Linked DNA regions of Zea mays: region 1 is linked to region 2. The links are chromatin contacts, called in public Hi-C maps. All regions are on one chromosome and are shown on one strand. Each heading gives the region's core, a stretch centred on a gene start, on an enhancer-like site or on the middle of the called end of the contact. The rest is flanking DNA. Distances are from core to core; before and after follow the strand shown. Region 1 holds the start of LOC100384253. Region 2 holds the start of LOC103634602 (NAC domain-containing protein 92).

The links. A called contact is a pair of places that touch in the nucleus more often than the background predicts.
Region 1: a Hi-C map of ear shows a contact between it and region 2, with 2.8 times the contacts expected there. The contact joins the promoter of LOC100384253 here to the promoter of LOC103634602 in region 2. A contact is called at or near these places in 2 of 25 Hi-C or Micro-C datasets (bundle sheath and ear).

The regions. Positions count from the first base shown.
Region 1 is chr1:54,196,811-54,199,797 of Zm-B73-REFERENCE-NAM-5.0, reverse strand. It overlaps LOC100384253, which reads right to left and starts at 1,301. Exons shown (of 8, transcript NM_001362338.1): 1 at 1-1,301. The coding sequence starts at 847.
Region 2 is chr1:53,480,098-53,483,093 of Zm-B73-REFERENCE-NAM-5.0, reverse strand. It overlaps LOC103634602 (NAC domain-containing protein 92), which reads left to right and starts at 1,339. Exons shown (of 3, transcript XM_008657013.3): 1 at 1,339-1,764; 2 at 1,935-2,212; 3 at 2,359-2,996. The coding sequence starts at 1,557. The coding sequence ends at 2,928.

The DNA.
Region 1 (2,987 bases), core at 52-2,551, 720 kb before region 2:
TGAGGAAGTCCTGGCACTGCTGCTGCTGATCGGCGGCTGCCTCCATCTTGGCGCCAGCGAGCGCAGCAGCGTCGTCGGAGAGGCCGCCGTGGACGAACCTGCAGCTGCCGCCGTTCTTGCAGAACCCGCGCGCGTAGTAGAGGCAGGGCTTCCAACCGAAACCATCGCCGCCGCCGCCGCCGCCGCCAAGGCAGAGCTCGTTGACTGACGAACTCCTACGGTGCGCTGGGCCCCCGTTGTGCCACCCGAGGCCGAACGCGAACATCCCATCGGCATCACCGGGACCGGGGCTCCGGCACTCCCCGCCGTCGAACCCCAGGAGCTGGTGGGCCGGGTTCCCGCCGCCCTCGTTGAGGAACGCGAGCTGCTCCTGCAGCTGCAAGTCGTCCAGGAGCGCGTCGCCGGCCTGACGAGGAAAGAACGGCGCCGCGCCGCCGTTCACGGGACTGGGCAGCTCCTCCCCAGCCCCCGCCGCCTCCTCCGCGGTGCCATTACTCGTGCTGTTGCTCCTGGAGAACACGGGCGCGTGGCTCCATGACGACGGCGAGGACACCGAGAGCGGCGACGGCGCGCCCGCGCGCCCGGAGTTCTGGCGTGGGAGCTGCAGGAACGGCGCGTGGCCGGCGGCCGCAACGGAGGTCGGCGAGGCCGGGAGGAGCAGGCCGAGGTCCTTGCGCGCCTTGGCCATGACAGCGTGGAGCAGAGACTCGGGGCCGAAGGCGAGGCGGATCATCTCCTTCTCGCCATGGTCCTGGATGAGGAGGAGGCCCATGATCTTGGCGGCGTGGTCCGGGTCTAGGGCTTGGATCCGGGAGAACACCACCTTGGTGGCCTCGTAGGCGTCCATGGCCGCGCCAAGAGAAGAGGGCCAGACGAGACGAAACCCTGGGCTCCCTCGCACCGCAGCAGCTCACGGGCTACTCGCTTTTCTTCTCCCTCACACCCCTTCACCTCTAGTGCAGGTGCAGCTCGGTCTTACCGCCTTCAGGGCCTTTTGTACACACACTGCACTCAGCAGCAGCCCGATCAGATCGATAGATATGTCAGTGTATGGTAGCGCTGGGTAATGGCTAGTGCTCTGGCTGCTCGCAAGCTTCCGCTTCCCCAAGCTCCCGCTGCGCCACTGCACCACTGAGCAGCTCCATTTCCCCAAGGTTTGGTGCTTAGCCGCGGCCAATCAAAGAGCAAACCCACTATATTACTGCCGCACACCTATCTCTCCCTCTCTCGCCGTCTCGCGCGCGTCGGGGGTTGGTTTCTTGGGCTTGGGACTCTGCTCGGGGTTGCGGCCTTGCGGGGTAGGGTAGCGAGCGTCGAGCTGGGGCCTGGGGGGCTTTGAAGACTTGCAGGCAAAGCAGTGTGCAGACTTTTGAGGGATCAATGACCGTGTGCAGATACCAGTTTGGTTTCTTATTTTCACTGTTGTCCGGGAGGAGGAGGACCCAGGAAAAAAAAGTAGGTGTTCAATTCGAAGTTGCGTGACCTGTGCATGGATCTTGATCTCTCCAATTCGCCATTTTCAAAACCAGATTATGGGCATGGATTCCGTCCTGAATGAAGCTTTGTCCGGATCTTCCGTCCTCCCTCGGGCGCCTGCCGTTGCAGAATACTCGTCTGTTTGTATTATAGTTTTGGCAGAAAAGGGATGCTACTCTTCTCCACATCGTTTTGAGACTCAGGGCGATATTTGCATCTACAGAAATCTTAGTTCAGTTTTGGTAGCAAAAATGGCCTACTAATTTCGAATCCGGCAAATCGGCAGAAAGGCAGGGCGAAGCTTGCTGCTTGCCCAGCCAAGCCATGTCGATCGGGGAAGCGTGATGGATCCAGTCGCATTTCTGAAAAGAAGATATATCGACGGCGATGGGATAAACGAAAGCGGTAATCTCAACGCGGCAAGGTACCACTTTCCTTATCGTATTCAAATCATGGATGTTGCCTGGTAACCAATTGTAAGCCGACTGGGCATGTTGCGGTGCGGACAGAATTCTAGATCGTTTAGATGGAATTGCAGGATTTTGACATTTTCAGCATGTTATCTCGCCTTTAATCTGTACCGACTTTTACTACTTTTATAATATTTTATCTCTATAGATTCAAACGCTAACCGCTTTGTATAGAGTTGGGCTTGTAGTTATTCAATGTACACCACAATGTTTGGTTTTGTCCTTGGAAAATTGGTATGTACACCGCCCAACTTTTTTGCAATCTAGCTCTTTTCTGTTTCTTTTGCACAATTATGCTCTTTACAGTTTCATTTCAAAAAATGGACCATAGGCTCGGCGCCATTATTATTGGCGCCTAGCTATACTGTGATGGTGCCAATATTAATGGCGCCTGAGGTGGTGAAGTGGCAGGGTCGACGCCATAGATCTTGGCGTTGACCCCCTAGCGTCGGTGCGGATCCTATCAGGGGGTCGGTGCCATAGATTTTGACACCGACCCCCTTTATACCGGCCGGGTCATCGTTCTCTCATTTTTTTCATGCTAAGGACGCCGCCGCCAAGCTCCTTCTCTCCACCGCGCCCGCCGCCCCCCGCGCCCGCTGCCCCCGCTCTCGGTGAACTTTCTTAGGATTTGCCTGGAACCTTGCACACATGCATACAGAAAGCATAATATCCGGTCGTGAAGCACATAAATAGAGTAAAGATCCTATCATCGACCGGTATACCTTTTGATCTACGGATTTACCTCTCGTGTCGAGGTCAAGATGCCCATTTGTTCACATGTCCTTGATGGGTTTGGCATTATTCATTCCAAACTTCTTAAGTATGTCTTGAATGTACTTAGTTTGGCTGACGAAGGTGCCCTCTTGGAGTTGCTTGATTTGAAATCCAAGGAAATACTTCAACTCCCCATCATAGACATCTCGAATTTCTATATCATGATCCTACTAAACTCTTCACAAGTTAACTTGTTAGTAGACCCAAATATAATATCATCAACATAAATTTGGCATATAAACAAGTCTTTTGCAATTGTTTTAG
Region 2 (2,996 bases), core at 90-2,589:
GCCTGCCCTGTCGAATTTTGTGCGCTTTTGGTCCGGCTGCGCCCATACACCGCCGGTGTAGAGCCATCGGCATATATCCTTGCGCAAAGTTCTCGCCGTTGCCTGTCCGTCGTGTGGGGCGTTACGCGCATCCAGTAGACAACGACGAACACAGATGTTCCCAAAAGAGCGCGAGGGACGGAAGCGATCGAGCGAGCACCATTAGCCACGGTCCACGGACGGCGGTTAGGGACGAGACGAGTAGCGCACGACGGCACGAGTAGCGCCTGCCACGGTAATCTGGATTTCTCACCGTTTTCTGGAAAGGAACTGGCTGGGATGAGAGGATATCTGCTCCCCTGTCCGTGTCGTAGCGCCGGGTTGAACTCTTCACGCTGGCATGTGGGGACAGACAGATAGGCCTCCCTGTCGCCCAGCTCCGCACTCGTTTTCAAAGGTCAGAGAAGTAAGCGAAGCTCCTACTGTGATGGTATTTTAAAGGGAGAGCTCTGGGTTTTTCAATTCTCGGCCACATCGTTGCCGCGTTAGCTGTGAACCGGCGAGCGAGTGAATATTCCGCAGGCCAGTGGAGGGGAGCGGGCCATTACGATTAGGACAGGTAATTTGGAGTTAGCTTAGGGCTTGTTCGGTTATTCCCAATACACATGGATTGGATGGGATTGAAAAAATTAAGAAGAGGTTTGACTTGTTTGGGATTCAAACCCATCCAATCTCACTCAATCCACATGGATTGAGAGCTAACCGAACAAGCCCTTAGGTGGGGCAGTCACAGGCACACAGCAGCTACCGGCGGTAAGAAGTGAGGGGAAGGGCCCCCCGGTCCCCGCCGGACGGGGTCCGTCGTCTACAAGCCGCCCTCCGCACGGCTCTCCGCTCCCGGCCCGTCACAGCGTCGATACGACTATAGATGGCCAAAAAGCACGAGGCCCGTGAGCCCGGCACGAAGCCCGCTTTTTGGGCCCGGTCCGAACCCGGCACGGTAGAATAAGCGGGCGGGCTTGGACAGGAAACTAGGCACGGCGGGCTAGCCCGGCACGGCCCGTTTACCTCTAAGCCCGTTAAGCACGGTTTTTTTACACTAAAACGTGCTTACCGGCCCGTTTAGCCCGCTTTTTGGCCCGTTTTTTTCGTGCTAAACGGGCCGGCCCGGCCCGTTTAGGCCCGCTGCGGGCCGGGCTTGGACAGAAAATTAAGCCCGCTGGCACAGCAGGCCCGGCCCGGTTTTTGGCCGGGCTTCACCGGGCCCGGGCCGGGCCGGGCCGGGCGGCCCGTTTGGCCATCTCTAGATACGACCCTGTTCTATATAATGCCGCCCCAGCCCCTCCCTCCGCTCCTCCAGTCCAAGCCCCCTTGCCTTCTTTCTCAGCTCACCTCTCTCTTTCACGCACGCCTCTCTCTCTCTCTCTCTCTCTCTCTCTCTCTCTCTCTCTCTCTCTCTCTCTCTCTCTCTCTCTCTCTCTCTCTCTCTCCTTATCTGTCCTGAGGCAGCCATTTCCTCTTCCGATCGTGGAGAGGCTTGGAGTGGAAGGAGGCTGCTGGTTTTCGGCACGGCGGAGATGTCTGAGGTGTCGGTGATAAACCAGGCGGAGGTGGAGGACGCGGGCGCCGGGCAGCTGATGGACCTGCCGCCGGGCTTCCGCTTCCACCCCACCGACGAGGAGATCATCTCGCACTACCTCACCCACAAGGCCCTCGACCACCGCTTCGTCTCCGGCGTCATCGGCGAGGTCGACCTCAACAGGATCGAGCCATGGGACCTGCCAGGTTAGCACTGCGCGCTACTGCTTGATACGTCCTCACCTCAAAGAGCCAAATAGACCTGCACCTCTTTTTTTTTTGACTTTGTGCTTGTACTAGTAGTACTTCTCTTTCTCTCGGCTGGGAATCATGGCGGCCTAAATTTAACTGGGAAGCTTGCGTTTTGATTTCTCCAGGCAGGGCCAAGATGGGGGAGAAGGAGTGGTACTTCTTCTGCCACAAGGATCGCAAGTACCCGACGGGCACGCGGACCAACCGCGCCACGGAGACCGGCTACTGGAAGGCCACCGGCAAGGACAAGGAGATCTTCAGGGGCCGCGGCGTCCTCGTGGGCATGAAGAAGACGCTCGTCTTCTACCGCGGCCGCGCGCCGCGCGGGGAGAAGACCGGATGGGTCATGCACGAGTTCCGCCTCGAGGGCAGGCTTCCCCAGCCGCTCCCGCGCTCCGCCAAGGTCCGGCCCTCGTGTACTTACTCGTTCCGTCGTTCGGCGTTGCAAGCAAGTCTCCTGCCCTTAATTTCCGGCCGGTGGGCGTGGGCTAACAAGTCCCCTCTCTTCTTTTTCTTGCCGCCTTGTCCTTTTTGTTGCGTGCGGTGCAGGACGAGTGGGCCGTGTGCAAGGTGTTCAACAAGGAGCTGCAGGCGGCGAGGAGCGAGCCATTATTGGCGGCGGCCGGCGCGGCGGAGCTCGAGCGCGTGGGCTCGCTGGGCTTCCTCAACGAGCTCCTCGACTCCGCGGAGCTGCCGGCCCTCGTCGGAGCCGACGTGGACGAGGTGATCGACTTCAAGGGCCCCGCCCCCGCGTCCGTTCCGGACGCGAGCTACCTCCCGGTCAAGATGGAGGAGCACGCGCTGCTGCAGATGCAGCAGTGCCAGTACCAGCCGCCGCCCCCGATGTTCTACCCGAGCCAGTACTTCTCTCTTCCGGCGATGAACTCCGGCCACCTCCCCCCGGCGATCCGGAGGTACTGCAAGGCGGAGCAGCAGGTGGTCTCGGCGCAGACGGCGTCGGTGATCAGCCCGTCCCGCGAGACCGGGCTCAGCACCGACCCCAACGCGGCGGGCGGCTACGCGGAGATCTCGTCGGCGGCGACCCCGTCGTCGTCGCACCAGTTCCTGCCCGAGCTCGACGACCCGGCCCTCAACCTCGCCGACCTCTGGAAGTACTGAAGCCTGGGCGACGATCGACCGGTGGCTGGGCCGCCCACCCGCCCCGGTCACGTGGTCTGGTTGGTTAA